Regions from separate parts of the Sus scrofa genome. Here region 2 is linked to region 1. Evidence: chromatin contacts called from public Hi-C data. All regions are on one chromosome and are shown on one strand. The core of a region is the stretch at or near the end of the contact, and the rest is flanking DNA. Distances in the headings are between cores, read along the strand shown. Region 1 holds the start of TM6SF2 (transmembrane 6 superfamily member 2). Region 2 holds the start of NR2C2AP (nuclear receptor 2C2-associated protein).

Region 1 (2,806 bases), core at 161-2,660:
CAAATGCTATATGAGTGTGCAGGCACCTCACAGATAGGGGTTGCAAGGCCAGACTCCTAGACAGAGCTGCACCAGACACCCCAGGCCTCCAGGGGTCAGAAGTGGGGCTGGAGTAACAGGGAGAACTACCTGGAGGAGGCGTTACTGGGATCTGCTTTAAGAAATGAAGAAATATGCAAGGTTCCATCTTGCAGACAGGAGGGAAGCCTGTAGGATATTGGCACCACCAGAACTGGGAAAGGTCTAGAAGTCTTGACTGGAGATTCAAATCAGCTCAGAGGAACCTAAACTTCAGGCCATAGGCAAGGAGGCACCCGGGGAGGGAGGCTCTCAGGTCAGTGGCCAGAAGATTGTTGTCATCCAGGCTCAGAGATAGGACCCAACTGGCGTGGGGTGGGGGTAGGGGTATGGCAAATGTGAGAGAATATTCCCCCAGCCCTAGACTCAGAGTCCTCCTGGGGCGGGAATCAGGTGGGCACTGTTAACCCTGTTTCCTGCAGCCACAGGCAAAAATCCAAGGCTAGTTTGAGAGGCTGACAAAAAGCTGTCTCATAATTCTCTCTCCACCCTGTAGACCCCTCCCTGGTCCAGCCCTGCCCCTTGCATTCCCCAGTACCCCCCCCACACACTGGCCCCCCATTTGAGCCCAGGTGGCTCAGAACTCTCCCCAGCCCACTCCACCCTGCTCGGTGACCCCTACCAAGCCCCAGCCTTAGCTGCTTTTCTGCTGCTCAGCCCCAAGCCTTAGCTATTCCTCCCAGGAATACCATTCCCAAACTTCTTACCAAACTGGCTCTATCCCCACTTTATAATCTCAGCCAACCCTTGGCACTGTCCCTCGGTCTCCTGAGTTGGGGTTCAGGCTACATGTAAGGAACACAGCACAGAATCACGGAGACCAACGGATCCCCAACCTAGGGCCCTGGCCGTCTGCCTTGAATCGTGGCCCCCACCCCGCCCAGTCAAAACCACACTTGGAAATGTGTTTAAATTTGTCTGTGGCCACTGCATGAAAACTCAAATCCCAGGGAAATAGAACTCTGCACCCAAGCGGATGAGATTCCTCTCTCAGTGCCCACAGACAATGCCCACTTAATCCTGCGCGGGAGGGAGGTCTGGAGAGTGTGAGAGTTTAAAAGGGGACCCATTCAGGATCTGGGTCGAGGATGTGTCGCCGCCGGTGCCTCAGGATGAAGAAAGAAGTGCAGAACGAGGCCCAGAGAACGAATTCCCTTGAAGTGAAGTTGCCAACCAGGGTGCGGGGGGAGCTCTCCAGAACACACACAGAAGTGGAAGCACCCTGAGGCATAGTGTTTTAGCCTTAGAAGAGGGAAACAGGCTGATTGGCGGGGATTGCCACTGGGGACCGCGCCGGCTAGGCAGTCGGGGGCGGGGAGGGGCCACTGCGAGAGGGAGGGGCCCCAGCGGCCGCAGTTGGGCGAGGAAGCTGCGGGGGTCGACCTTTGCGCCAGGCGGGGCCGGGTCGGGTTGGGTCCTTGGCAACTCTTCACCCAGAGGCACCGCCGCGCAGGAGCCAAGCCGCCGCTATGGACGTCCCGCCGCTGGCGGGCAAGATCGCAGTTCTGTCGCTCGGCGCCCTCCCGTTGTCCTACGCGCTCAACCACCTCTCGGCGCTCTCATAGTGCGTTTGGGGAGGGGCCTGGGAGGCCTCGTCGGGGGCGGCTGAGCGGGGGCCGGGGCGGGGGGGTGGTAGGAGGGAGCCGCGGAGGCTAGGGGCAGGATGTGCGGGCGCGGGAGAGCCCTGTGCTCCCGCGCCGCTCCGTCTGGAGAGGATGGGGGGCTGGGTCAGAAAAACCCTCCACCTCCAGTCGGAAATCCCCTTCCAGTCGCCCCGGAGCTGTGTGGTGTGGTTGAGGGCGCTCCCTGGATGTTTGGGGCCTGGGGAGGAGGCACTTTGAAAAGCACAGCCCCCAGCAAAGCAGAGTTTTGGAGAGTTTCTGGAGTTTTCCCAGGGATGTGCCCAGCACAGGCTCCAAGGGTCAAAGTATTGCCCCAGATAAGGCCCCAGTGACCCGGCTCTTGCCACACCACACTCTCTGCTGCACCACCCCTACCAGCCGGTCCCTCCATCACTGGTCTTAGGCCTGGGACTTTCTTCTCTTCAGGGCTGGCCCACCCTGTCCCTAGCCTGTTTCCTCTACATACCTGGACCTCTCCTGTCCCTGTATCCTAACCTCAACTCAGATCCAGCCACCCTGAGAGGCATTCACAAGCCCCTCACACTCCCAAACCCAGCACGACTCAAGACACAGGATAGAGGGAATCTTGACTGGATTTGGCTTCTTGGGTACACATTCCTGGCTTCATCCCCCTGGAGACCGAGTGATCCAGGTTGAACATCATCCTAGATCTCATCCTATAGTTAAAATTAAGAATTACAGATTGGGGTGTTACCTTTGTGGCGCAGCAGAAACAAATCCAACTAGCAACCACCAGGATGTGGGTTTGATCCCTGGCCTCGCTCAGTGGGTTGGGGATCTGGCGTTGTGGTGAGCTGTGGTGTAGGTCTCAGACATGGCTTAGATCTGGCGTTGCTGTGGCCAAGGCATAGGCCGGCAGCTGTAGCTCCGATTTGACCCCTAGCCTGGGAACTTCCATATGCCCCAGGTGCAGCCCTGAAAAGCAAAACAACAACAACAACAAGGATTACAAATTGTGTGCTGAGACCCTGGTCTGGTCTCATCTGATTACCGTAATTGTCACTGTTGGTAGGATGGGGCCAGGAATGGGGATCCTAGGGGTGAGAGGGGTTCAGGAGAAGGTAGGGTCCTGGAGTGTGAGGGAG
Region 2 (2,806 bases), core at 125-2,624, 59 kb after region 1:
ATGAGAAAACTGAGGCTCAGAGGTGTTGACATATTTGTCCAAGATCATACAACCATGGAGTGAGTGGCCCAAGCAGTATTTGAACCACATCTGGGCCTTCCAGTTTCCATGCTCTTACTAAATTCCTCTGGGGTAGGAAGGTGTTTTTGACATTCCCAGTCCCAGCCCTGAAATGAGCAGAGCCAGGTCTGGTTGGCAGCAGACCATGACTGAATGCAGGAAGTCCTGGCAGGCAGGGGCTGATGGGGCAGCCCTTCCGCTGGTGTCCCAGTTTCCCAGCCAGCCCCCACTCCTGGTGTGGACTTGGGCAGACACTAGTAGGCTGCCAGGAGGACCGTTCCCCTAGCCCTTGAAGAAAGGGGCTGCATCTTAGACCGTTCAGTTAAAGCCAGGAACTGCATCCAGTGGTTGCTCTGTCTCAGAACCCTCCATTCATGCAGATTGGATGGTGTACGACCCTTTCTCAAACACCTTCTGTGACTGCTTTAGGCCCATCAGGATCTGGCTCCACATATTTTATTCAAATTCGTGGTCTTTCATCCAACCAGGCCTTTGCTTATGCTATTCTTTCTGCCTGCCACTCACTTCCCCATTTTTCTCACCCTGGTCAATTCCTGCCCACCCATTAAAGTGCAGGTACAATATCTCCTCTCCCAGGAAACCCTCCCTCCAGGAAGAGCCCCTGCTTCCCCAGCCCTATCTCCCCCTTTGGCTTAGCCCTGGTCTTATGGGGTGGGAGTTTATGTGTCTAGCTCTGTCTTACCCAGATTGGGAGATCCTCAGGTTTGAAGCTGGAACTGAGGCCTCTTACAGTTTGGCATCACTCAGCACAGGGCTGAACAATAGGGAGTGGTGGGAGTTGTTTAGTGAATCAGTGAACCAAACATTTAGCTGTATTATCTGAGGTTTTGTATAATCCAATTTGGCAAACTCCTTTTCATCCTTCAAAATCCACCTCATATTCCCCCAAGAAGCCCATCCCAGGCATCTTTTACTGAGAAGACCAAAGGAAGCCAGTGCTCGCAACATCTTGGCCTCTTCCTCAACTGTTCGTCTGGCCTCTGGGAGGCAGTGAGGTGCAGGGGTTCCCAAGTTGCAGTTGCAGTTAGGGAATGAATTGAGCAGACTTCATTCTGCCGGCAGTAAGACATCATTATAAGAAGTCTCTCGGACTCCAAAACTAGTGCTCCATACCCGCGGGCACCAAAGGACAGTGCTCCGCACACAGTAGGCACACAACTGCTTTAGATGCTATCCTCTTGCCTCCATCTCCGAGCGATACGCAGTTATTGGGCGAGAGCCCTTTAAGAGGCGGGCACTGAGGGGGCGGGGCTCAAGTTAAACTCGGCCTCCGGAGTTAGGGATGGGCGTGCCTGAGTCACACTGCGTCTGCGCGGTGTTCACGTGGTTCCGGATCTGGGTTTGGTTTATAGATCTGTTAGAGAAACTGAGGCTCGGAGAGGAAGCAACCGCCCCGAAACCCACAGGAAACCTGTTTCCCTTCGTTGGACCCACTGTGAAAGGCCTGGCCCCAGGTCATTGTCAGTTTCCCAGTTTTTCCAGAAAGGAGGTGATCCAGGCGACATTTAGGACTGGAGTGGAGAGATAGTGACGGTTCTTGTGCGGTGTTACAGGTGAGGACGTGCACCCTCAGATGTGAACGAGGTCGCGCCCCTGTAGCTGCTTTGGTGCCTGGATTCGAACCGGGGCTGAGCCGAGATCTGAGTCCTCCGAGGCCTCGTGGAGCCAAGATGACCCACTCTTTGGTTTGCCCAGAGACTGTTAGCAAGTGAGAGAGGGAACCAGGCGGGTGCGGGGGGGTAGGGGAGGGGAGGCGGCGGGAAGTGGCGAATGGGGCCCTGGACCTGGGGTCCACAGAAATTGGGGAACCAGTGGTGAAGGAGGGGTGGGCCCGGTAGTGGGCAGGCCCTCGCCGCTGGGCTCAGCGCCTCTCCACGCCTTGATGCTGGTTGTTTCCAGGGTAAGTTCTGTGTTGAATCGTAACTACCGGCAGTTTGGAAAGAAACACCTGTTTGACCAGGATGAGGAGACGTGCTGGAACTCAGATCAGGTGAGGCACTCTCTCCCTGAACCCTCCATCCCCAGTGTGAACTAGAATCAGGGCAGTCAGGTTGGCCAAGGAGGAAACATGTGCTCACTGTGCCCTCCCACCTTCCACGGACTGTGTGAATGAGAGAGGGGCATAGCAGGGCTCTGAACCTGGAGTGACTGTGTACTGGTTTCCCTGTCTGCTTCCAGGGCCCCTCCCAGTGGATAATACTGGAGTTTCCCCAGCGCATCTGTGTCTCCCAACTGCAGATCCAGTTCCAGGGGGGCTTCTCCAGTCGCCAGGGTCGTCTGGAAGGTAATGGGAGGCCCTGGAAGGTGGGGGATTGGAGGGGGCACAATGGCCTCACAATCTGTCCCTTTCTCCTCTTCAGGTTCCCAGGGGAGTGAGGCTCTTGCTAAGATTGTGGACTTTTACCCTGAGGACAACAACTCGCTTCAGATATCCTGCCTTAGCCTCCGGGTGGGGTGGTCTGTGCCTCTGAAAGCTGTGGGTCCTGGTGTGTGACCTTAAGCAAATGGTCTCTACATCTGTCAAATGCGCTAATAATCTGTTCTGTGCGAGAGTTCAGAGGGGCCCACAGCTGCCAGGTTGCCTAGCATGTTGGTGATACCAACCTGGGGCTGGTGGGTGGGAAATAAGGCACCTGTTTCCCTTGACTGCCCTGCTTACACATTCCCTGTGCCAGCTGCTGAGGTAGACCGGCTGAAGGTGACATTTGAGGACACCACTGATTTC

The links. A called contact is a pair of places that touch in the nucleus more often than the background predicts.
Region 2: a Hi-C map of liver shows a contact between it and region 1, with 2.6 times the contacts expected there. The contact joins the promoter of NR2C2AP here to the promoter of TM6SF2 in region 1. A contact is called at or near these places in 6 of 47 Hi-C or Micro-C datasets (embryonic fibroblasts, fetal skeletal muscle, liver and 1 more) and 1 of 2 datasets of contacts at active chromatin or transcription factors (alveolar macrophages).

The regions. Positions count from the first base shown.
Region 1 is chr2:58,615,803-58,618,608 of Sscrofa11.1, forward strand. It overlaps TM6SF2 (transmembrane 6 superfamily member 2), which reads left to right and starts at 1,411. Exons shown (of 10, transcript XM_021083435.1): 1 at 1,411-1,642. The coding sequence starts at 1,548.
Region 2 is chr2:58,674,613-58,677,418 of Sscrofa11.1, forward strand. NR2C2AP (nuclear receptor 2C2-associated protein) reads left to right here and starts at 1,375. Exons shown (of 6, transcript XM_021083440.1): 1 at 1,375-1,535; 2 at 1,635-1,789; 3 at 1,981-2,071; 4 at 2,260-2,365; 5 at 2,442-2,509; 6 at 2,741-2,806. The coding sequence starts at 1,752.